Regions from separate parts of the Rattus norvegicus genome. Here region 2 is linked to region 1. A link is a contact called in public Hi-C data. All regions are on one chromosome and are shown on one strand. Each heading gives the region's core, a stretch centred on a gene start, on an enhancer-like site or on the middle of the called end of the contact. The rest is flanking DNA. Distances are from core to core; before and after follow the strand shown.

What was found. A called contact is a pair of places that touch in the nucleus more often than the background predicts.
Region 2: a Hi-C map of the A7r5 cell line shows a contact between it and region 1, with 4 times the contacts expected there. The contact joins the promoter of Foxc1 here to the enhancer-like site in region 1. A contact is called at or near these places in 4 of 12 Hi-C or Micro-C datasets (the A7r5 cell line, Schwann cells, mammary epithelial cells and 1 more).

Annotation. Positions count from the first base shown.
Region 1 is chr17:32,046,771-32,051,470 of GRCr8, reverse strand. No RefSeq gene overlaps it. Among named protein-coding and RNA genes, the nearest start is that of Mylk4, 170 kb to the right of the region's middle. Within about 2 kb of position 3,085, at least 8 of the 93 cell types and tissues checked have an H3K27ac peak or open chromatin away from gene starts, as enhancers often do. A contact at or near this core is called in the A7r5 cell line, where this site is marked.
Region 2 is chr17:32,841,536-32,846,597 of GRCr8, reverse strand. It overlaps Foxc1 (forkhead box C1), which reads left to right and starts at 2,498. Exons shown (of 1, transcript NM_134338.2): 1 at 2,498-5,062. The coding sequence starts at 3,055. The coding sequence ends at 4,716.

The DNA.
Region 1 (4,700 bases), core at 1,836-4,335:
TATTTCTGACTGACAGATATCATCTCTCCAAACAAAGACTGACATAAAAGTTTCAAACAACTTGAAGACAGATTGGCTATTTAGTGTCCACCCTGAAGCACAGCTCTCCCTAATCCCCTGAAGTCCACACAAAGCCCATTGAAGGCTGGGACAGAAGTTGCTCTTTGAGTTATTTTTTTAATACGTTGTATTGTTTGTGGGTAGGGTTACCATATACGTTGTGATTTAAATAATTAGATGATAGATAGATAGATAGATAGATAGACAGACAGATAGATATAATTGGTGGAGGAATGCAATTAAAAGTGTTTGTTATCTTTCATAGTTCGTTGTCTTTTGATTGTCCTCTTTGTGTGGTAAGAGCCTCTAGAATCTTTTCTAAGTGTTTCCAGGGGTTTCCAAAGCTGGCTACTTCAGAAGTCCCATGGCACTAGCTATCAACATTAGGACTCATGTTTCCATTGTTTGTAGCTTTCTATATAAATCTTGGTCCAAGTTTCTTTAAAGAAATCTCCTTCCCACTCCTCCTTTCTCTGTTTCTTTCAAGATACAGAGCTAAGCTGCAGGAGTTGTCTATCGCTGGCTTTGCTGCTTGCCACAGGATCACTGGCGCCCTCTGCAGCTGGAGTAGGGTGGTTACCAACACTGCCTACGTGTCTTACTCAGTTGCTCAGAAGCTCATTTTAATTAGTCCACAATATTATAGCCAACTAAATGTCTTCTCTAATAAAACAGACATGGGAAGGAGGGGCATAGCAAGTAAATATCGTCAATGCATAAATGCTCAAACAGGCTTTTGTTCACTGGGATCACGGTTTCCAGATCATTCTGAGATTTATTGTCTTCTCCCCATCCTAAGGCTGAGTTCAATCTGCATACCTGATGTAGCATTCACAGGACCCCAGGATGTGCATGAGGCCTTTACAGGTGGCACAGTGGGATCAGGTGCAGTGGGACTTCACTCAGGGCTTCACACCCTAAGAAGAGCTTTAATTTTATTATTTGAGTGGATTCCCCATTCTAAGGTTTTATTCTACTGTTGTATTGGAACAGCCATGATCACCAACATGATCGTGGGTTCTTTCTTGTTTCCCATTTGCCCCCTACTTCACATTTTAACTCTTCATGCACATCAGGGCATACGTGCACATCACGGGGAGATTTTAGAGAAAGAACCCAAATGTATTCTACTCCAATGGTGGGTTTAGAACATCTGAACTAGAAACTCTCTGACTTTGGACTCAATATACACTATGCTCACCTTTGTAATTTGCCTAGGATGTAGATGTCCTTGGAGTACATCCTAGATGGCTGGCATTGCTAACACTGTTTGCCCTTCAGCTGTTCTTGCCAGCAAACCCACAGAGGGCCTTGGGAAGAGCTACCTACTGCCCTTGTTCACAGATATTCCCTCCTTGCCAGGACCCAGTCCTGTCCCCTCCTTTTAGCACAGCTACCTTGCCCACTCTCATCTGATTTCAGATCACCACTGTCCAAAATGTGACATTTCAGAACATGCATTCCATCCAAACGCTCTGTGACTTTCCCCTGATATCACCTTGAAGTACTGGGTGTGACGTAGACAAACGTGTGTGGGAAGGTGGAGAGCTGAATGAGAATGTTCTTCCTGTAATAGGCTCAGGTGTTTGGATACTTGGTTGTGTTGGTGGTGTTATTTCGGTCAGTGTAGGTGGTGTGGCCTTGTGGAAGGGTCACCTTCGCTGGAAATGGGCTTTGAGGTTTAAAAGCCTCTTGCTATTCTCAGTTTGCTCTTCTCTGCTTGCAGCTCGTGATGTGGCCCTCGGTTTGCTGTTCCAGTCACTGTGCTTGCTGCCTCAGCTCAGCTATCATGGGCTCTAACTGTCAAGAACTGTATGTCCAGGTGAATCATTTGTAAGTTTTCTTGGTCATGGTGTTTTGCCACAGTGGAAACAAACAAAACCTAATATGAGTTGGGAGAGCCATTGTTTCTTCTTACTTACTGACCCCTCAGGCTGGCACAGTGATAGTTTCCACTTATCCATATATATAAGCACCTGAAATGTATGTGTATATACATGTGTGTGTAGTGTGTGTACACACGTGTGTCTCTGCATGTGTATCCACTTCCTAACACACTGCTGTTATTCTGGCAGTGACTTAGTCACACACTGCATCCCAAAGAAAACTAGGACAGAAAACACAGCTGCCGACCAGGTAGCTGTCTGCTATGATGATGCCTGAGGGACAGTTGTGGGCAAGAGTGAGCTCATGGTGGACTAGATGAGCTCCCCATTATAGTCCAAGGACTTTCTATAAGTCTGTTATTCTCATGTGAGTTCATGTAATAAGGCTGTCAGGAGAGGGAAACAAGGTACAAGAAGCTCTAAGACAGCAGTGGGCACACAGTACTTGCTAAAACAAGTGCCAGCTTCCATAGTGAGCACCTACATCTCCCGTTTCCCAGAACACAGAGCCTCCCCTTGCCTTCTGCTCAAGCTTACCATCCCTATCAGTGGTCCTTTGGATGTAATGGCAATTGTGGCAGTTCTCTTTCCTGGGCTGAGGAAGAAGTCTAGTTTATTTCTGTTTCACTGTTGGTGAGATCTGACATTAAGCGCAGTCCTCCAGAAGCCTTGTCTGCAGAGGGGCCATTTGAGTGCAGGCTTTCCCTTCTCATTCCAGAGGCTACAGCATCTGCATGCACTTCCAGCACATCAGGTAAGCAATGTGCTGCACCACCTTGCTCCTAGGAAAGACAGAGAGAACAAAGCCCCACCCTAACCTGTGTTTTCCTCTCTTGGGGAGTAAATTTCAGGTGCCCGGGTTAGCCATTGTTTTCTGGCTGCAAGGGGTTGGCACCTATGCCTGCACCGGGTCTGCAGCCCAACACCCACTGGCCCTGGAGTCAGCAGGAATTCCATGGTTACTTTTCATGTTGAGACCAAGGTCAGAGCTTGGGCAACATGAGAAAAACAGTTGCAAGTCCTCAGGGGATGTAATCTGTGTATGATTTATGTCTTGAGTACCCAAATGGATGGCTTGTACTTCAAATAGATAAAGAAGCCAAGCCCTCCACATTCCTTGGGGCTTACTAGACTTTGTTTTTACACAGTGGAGATGGGTTGGTGACTTGCAGGGCTGTTTAGGGCTCTCCTGGGTCGCAAGTGTGACACACAGAAATATAGTGATCGGCTGGTGGGGGAAGAAACATCTATTTTGGTGATGGCCATGTGCTTGGGTCCCCACTATAAACCCTGCTTCTGAGAAAACATCCTATATAATTCCCTCTTCCCTCTCCAAATGCAATTTTGGGTGAAACTTGTAGACATTATGATCCTTTGTTTATAAGGCCCCATTTCGGCAATCAGCTCAAAGCGTGAAGCTCGAATTTCACAGGCTCTGTGTTGAAATTCTCACCTCTTTTGTTTGTGAAAAAGCCGAGTCTTGTTTTTTAGCTGCCCTGGTAATTCCAGGCAAGGTTTGTAAGTGGGCCGCCCCCTCCTTCAAGAATCTCTGAACTCAAGACATTCAGTGTGTGGGTGGCGGATGGATCAGCTGACAGGAAGTGTGCGTGTGAAGGCGGCCACCCAAGACTTTGGGTCACCGCTGACTCCTGACTGATGGAGCTCAGATCTCAGAGCTGGGAGGGCACCTGCTTGCTCTGCCAAACTAAACGGGCCCCTGCATGGGGCAGATGGCAAAGGAAGTGAGGCTTTGCGCACAGGGGTTCCTGCTTCACTTGAACAGTCTCAAGTAACTGGCTTACAATGATGGGATGTTCTTAGGCACTGGGGGTAGTGGGAGGGCTGAGGCTCCACTCCAGATCTGCTGAACATTAATATGCATCGCGGCAGAGTTCTAGAAGCCAGCCAGCTGCATGTCTGGCCGGCCCTTGCTCCGGTGGTCCTCTGCCGACAGGACTATGAACTGCTGTTTGTTATCTTTAGGCCTGAGAAGCCATCTGGTTTTGATTCAGGTGGCCTCAGGCTTGCCTCAGGGGTGAAAAGGGTGCACATTCAAATTGAATTTCTCACAATTTCCAAGTGAGAAGAATCCTAGTCTTCCCACATGGTGGGCAGCCCCTGGCCTCTGCAGCCTGGCATAAATCAGTTTCACCTGTGTGGCTGAACGTGCACATGTTAACGTAATGGAGCCAACAGTGCAATCAGATAGCTTCTGCACATGTTCTGCTGTGATGAGAAGGGGTGACCTCGAGTTGACCTCCTCTACCCTGTCTCCTGGGGTAGGGTGGGGGGCTGTGGTTCTGGGCACAGGTAGATCTGGTAGGGGTCCTTGGACCAGGCTCAGATTTGGTAGTACTGGACATAGTACAAAGTCTTATGTCGCAACCGAATCCGTGAAGAAGAAAGGAGGCTTCTGTTTGAGAATCAAGCCCTGACTGTGAACCATACAAACTGAGATGTCTCCTGACTTCAGATGAAAAGTCTGATGTTTACTTTCAAGGTCGAAGCCTGAGCGAGCTCCCGCCACTGCACTGAGCAGTGACATGCATGCAGTCTGTTCAGTAGGGCGGGCTAGGCTGAAGAACCTGCATGTTATACAGAATATTCCCTTAAATGCGAAAAATAAATATTAAAAACGCATGTATAATGATACAATGCGTGAGCAACCTAGGGACTGTCGTTTATCCTCACAGTTAGTATTCCTTTGTCAAACTCATGAGGTAAAATACACAAACAGAAGTTGGTTCTAGGGCT
Region 2 (5,062 bases), core at 1,249-3,748, 800 kb before region 1:
GTACCCCCCCCCCCCAAGACTGCATCTTCATGTTCAAACAACAGCCAGTAACAACAATAATAAAACAGTGAGTGCTTGAAATACAATCAAACTGTTCACTGGAGGTTTGCTTCCGAGTAAGCATATAAAAACCAAATGCAAATATCTTTTCCTGGCGATTATCCAGAACCCAACCATGGAAAGTTGATCTCTGTAAAACTGAACACCACCACCACCCCCTCCTCGTGCCAAATAAGAATTTCACAATGGCCAATTTTCTATCCAAAGCCGGGAGGGCAACAGAAAACACCACTGCTGTTCGATTTGTTATTTGCAGAACAAACTGTTTACACTTCTATGGGCTGGGGGTTGGGGAGCAACTGGGGACTGGAGGAGGGCAGTCCAACACATTGTCTCTTACAGAACCCGGCCCGCTGGAATGTGGAAACCCTACAATCAGAAAACAAACAAGTTGCTAAAAGCTGCGTGTGAAGTTGCTAAAAGCTTCGTTCATCCTACCACACAGCTGGTTGTATGCACAGCTTAAGAACCAAATGCCAAGGTGCAGGGGACGATCGCTTTCTAATTGTACTCCATTTAGGGCCAGACCCAGGATTTAAAAGCCACAGCATCCTGAGTTGGTGAGGCATGGGTGTGGGGGCTAGAAGGAGACACAAATTTATATTTTAAGGCATGTAACTTAAACTCTTGCCGCATGCAAGAATCTTTAGGAATCAGCTTCGGACTCTCCGGATGACAAACCTACTTCTCCCAGACCAACAGTGCCTTAGTTCTGCAAACATCTGGGAACAGGAGATCAAGTGAGCCCAAATTGTGCTAGACTAGGATGCAATGGCTTCCCTTTGAGTATGTGTGTGTTCACCGAATTCTAGAAACATAGGGTTTCCTCTTCCCTTAATATAAATGACCATTTTGAAATTACATGTATGTATGTATGTATGTATGTATGTATGTATGTATGTTTAAGCAACACATCTGTGCCTACTACATAAATCAGTGTCCTCCTTATCTACTAAGGGAAAGGTGCTGTGTGTGTGTGTGTGTGTGTGTGTGTGTGTGTGTGTGTGTGTGTGTTAGTGAGGGAAGGAAGGTTCAAGTCGGTAAACTAAAAGGGACTCCCAGCAAGTCCTAGCCTTAAAGATTACCAGAGGAACCCTTAAAGATTATCTGAGGAACCCAAGGTGAAAAGTAAGTCACAAACACTTTTTCACAGGCTCTCAAACCCATCTTCAAGTAAAGGACTTGGTGTCCACTCTGTCAGAATTTTTTCTGGACCAGTTGCTGAAATGCAGGGTTGTTTTGCAGTCAGAGGGAGGCCTATCCTCTCAGACCCTCCATTTCCCCCATCTCATCTCTACCCATCCTGTTCCAGTCATCCAGAGGCTGCAGACTTGAGGTCTAATCACGAATTTCAAGGATCATTCAGGGATTATCTATCAGAATCTTTGAGCTGTCTTGTAGGTACAATTCTGAACACTTCCTCCAACTCAGACTCTATGAGGCAGCTGCCCTAGGATGGGCAGAGGCGGAGAGTGGCTTGGGGGAAGCCTTAAGCTCTTGGGCATATTTATCTGACTCTTCTTCATCACAACTGCTAATGTCACCAAGCCCTTTTGAACTTAACTGGCCCTATGAGCCAAAATGTGCTGGTCAGGACAAAGGGACAACGAGTGGTTTGTTGAGGAAACTTTTGGAATCGTCTTAGCCCGAACTCTCTAGTTCCTTTAAGCCCTGGAACGGAACGCTCGTGAACTCCGTGCTCCTCAATGTGGCCTACATAGTCTATCAGTTTTTTTAAAAAAAAAGTCTGAAATTTCTATCCTCTCCGATTACAGCTAGCAGGGAGTGGGGCGAGGCACCGAAATACCATCTTCTTCCTCACTGGAACCCCCGCGGCTGTGACCGAGCCTCTGAAACCTAAAGTCGGACTGGAGAACCTGCGGGTGAAGAGTGGATGGGATGTCAATGTGACCCGCGATAGCAGAGAGAGGGATGTTACGAAAAGGAGAGACCAAGGGATAGGGGGAGGGTTGGGAAGGCCGGAGAAATCCCGGCGCTGGAGACAGCAAGATAGACTAAGGAGTGAGGCAGATCCTGTGCGAAGAGAGACTCGAGGGCTCCGTGGAGGACTGGGAACTGTGGACGCAGGAAGGGTCCTGGGGCCAGTGAGGACTCCGAAAGTCTGCAGTCCCCGAGAACGTCAGGGGGTGAAGGGCAGTGTCTGGCAGTGAGTGGGTGGGTGCGGTAGTAGGACCGACCGCGGGCTGCGGGCAGGGGCGCGGGCGCCGGGCCCGGGCAGCCGGCGCGCGTGTGGTCAGCCCCGCGGTCCTCCAGCAGCCAGGAGCGGGCCGGCGGAGCTCGGCCGCTGGCTCATTCACAGGCGTCTCTCGCCTCCCATTGGCTGCCGCCTCCGTAGTGGGGCGGGGCTCCGCTGCCCGGAAAAAAATGTAACTGCGTAAAAAAGTCCTAGCCTGGGTGACGGATGCTCAAAAGTTCAGAAGTTTTCCCAATGCTTCCTTAAGCGGCCGGCGCAAGAGACTGAGAAAAGGTGACGCGGGGGCCCGGGAAGGCGGCCGGCGCGCTGCCCCCGCCCCTGGTTATTTGGCCGCCTTAGCTAGCAGCCCCGAGCAGTGTCTCCTGGAAGGCGCAGGCAGTGGCGAGCAGGGCGCCTTCTTATTTTTATTTTTTTAATTTTTTTTGAACTTTTGTCTTTTTTTTTTTTTTTTTTTTTGCCCCGACTGCGCCTGGAAGTTGCTCTGAACGTTCCTCCGAGGCGGCTTGCGGAATCCTCGTCCGGCCCTCTCCCGGTTGCAGCGACCCTCCCTCGCCGCCCGCGCGGGAACTGAGTGGGCAGCGAGGCGCCAGGCGAGCGCAGGGAGAGGCCGAGCAGCCCCGGGCGCAAGGAGGCGGCCGCGGCCCGGACAGACGCAGCGCGGCGGGGCCCGCAGCAGCTCGGCGCGGCCGGGACTCGGACTCGGGGGCCGGTGCGGCGCGGCCCGGCCCGAGCGAGGGTGGGGGGCGGCGGACTGCGCCTGGCGGCGGCGAGCCGGGGCCATGCAGGCGCGCTACTCGGTGTCCAGCCCCAACTCCCTGGGAGTGGTGCCCTACCTCGGCGGCGAGCAGAGCTACTATCGCGCTGCCGCGGCGGCGGCCGGGGGCGGCTACACCGCCATGCCGGCCCCTATGAGCGTGTACTCGCACCCTGCTCACGCCGAGCAGTACCCGGGCGGCATGGCGCGCGCCTACGGGCCTTATACGCCGCAGCCGCAGCCCAAGGACATGGTGAAGCCTCCCTACAGCTACATCGCTCTTATCACCATGGCTATCCAGAATGCCCCGGACAAGAAGATCACCCTGAATGGCATCTACCAGTTCATCATGGACCGCTTTCCCTTCTATCGGGACAATAAGCAGGGCTGGCAGAACAGCATACGGCACAACCTCTCGCTTAATGAGTGCTTCGTCAAGGTGCCCCGCGACGACAAGAAGCCAGGCAAGGGCAGCTACTGGACGCTGGACCCGGACTCCTACAACATGTTCGAGAACGGCAGCTTCCTGCGGCGGCGGCGGCGCTTCAAGAAGAAGGACGCGGTGAAGGACAAGGAGGAGAAGGGCCGACTGCACCTCCAGGAACCGCCGCCGCCGCAGGCCGGCCGCCAGCCCGCGCCCGCGCCCCCGGAACAGGCCGAGGGCTCCGCTCCCGGGCCACAGCAGCCACCCGTGCGCATCCAGGACATCAAGACGGAGAACGGTACGTGTCCCTCGCCGCCCCAGCCCCTGTCCCCGGCTGCCGCCCTAGGCAGCGGCAGTGCGGCCACAGTGCCTAAAATCGAGAGTCCCGACAGCAGCAGCAGCAGCCTGTCGAGCGGGAGCAGCCCCCCGGGCAGCCTGCCCTCGGCGCGGCCGCTCAGCCTGGACGCTGCAGAACCCGCGCCGCCGCCACAGCCCGCGCCGCCGCCGCATCACAGCCAGGGCTTCAGCGTGGACAACATCATGACGTCGCTGCGGGGGTCGCCGCAGGGTTCGGCTGCGGAGCTCGGCTCCGGCCTCCTGGCCTCAGCCGCTGCGTCCTCGCGCGCGGGCATCGCGCCCCCGCTGGCGCTGGGCGCCTACTCGCCTGGCCACAGCTCCCTCTACAGCTCCCCCTGCAGCCAGAGCTCCAGTGCGGGCAGCTCGGGCGGCGGCGGCGGCGGCGGCGGCGGAGGTGGCGGCAGCAGCAGCGCAGCGGGTACGGGGGGCGCCGCCACTTACCACTGCAACCTGCAGGCCATGAGCCTGTACGCGGCGGGCGAGCGTGGCGGCCACTTGCAGGGTCCGGCCGGAGGCGGGGGCAGCGCGGCGGTGGACGACCCCCTGCCCGATTACTCGCTGCCCCCAGCGACCAGCAGCAGCTCTTCGTCCCTGAGTCACGGCGGGGGCGGCCAGGAGACCAGCCACCACCCTGCGTCCCACCAAGGCCGACTCACCTCGTGGTACCTGAACCAGGCAGGTGGAGACCTGGGTCACTTGGCGAGCGCAGCGGCGGCTGCTGCGGCCGCGGGCTATCCTGGCCAGCAGCAGAACTTCCACTCGGTGCGGGAAATGTTCGAGTCTCAGCGGATCGGCTTAAACAACTCTCCGGTGAATGGGAATAGTAGCTGTCAGATGGCTTTTCCTGCCAGCCAGTCTCTGTACCGCACGTCGGGGGCTTTCGTCTATGACTGTAGCAAATTCTGACCCTATTCCCGGCACCCTTAGAGCCAAACGGAATGGAACCCCAGAGCAGGAACAGTAAAAGAACCCAGCAATGCAAAATCGAAACTAAAAACTTACAAAATTTAAAACTTGAGAAGATTCATCACACCAGCGAACAGAATCTCTCCTGAAATTCAACTCACCAGCATCAATTAAAAGAAAACCTATTTTTCTAAAAGATTAATGCAGAACCTCCTCCATTTTTGCCTTATCTAAGTAAGCAAAACCGTAAACTATTTTGTACAGACAGCAAAATCATGGTTTATTAAAAGGACAGTTTACTCCAGATACCACGTAAGTTTCTTGCGTTCAGAGACTCGCTTTCCTG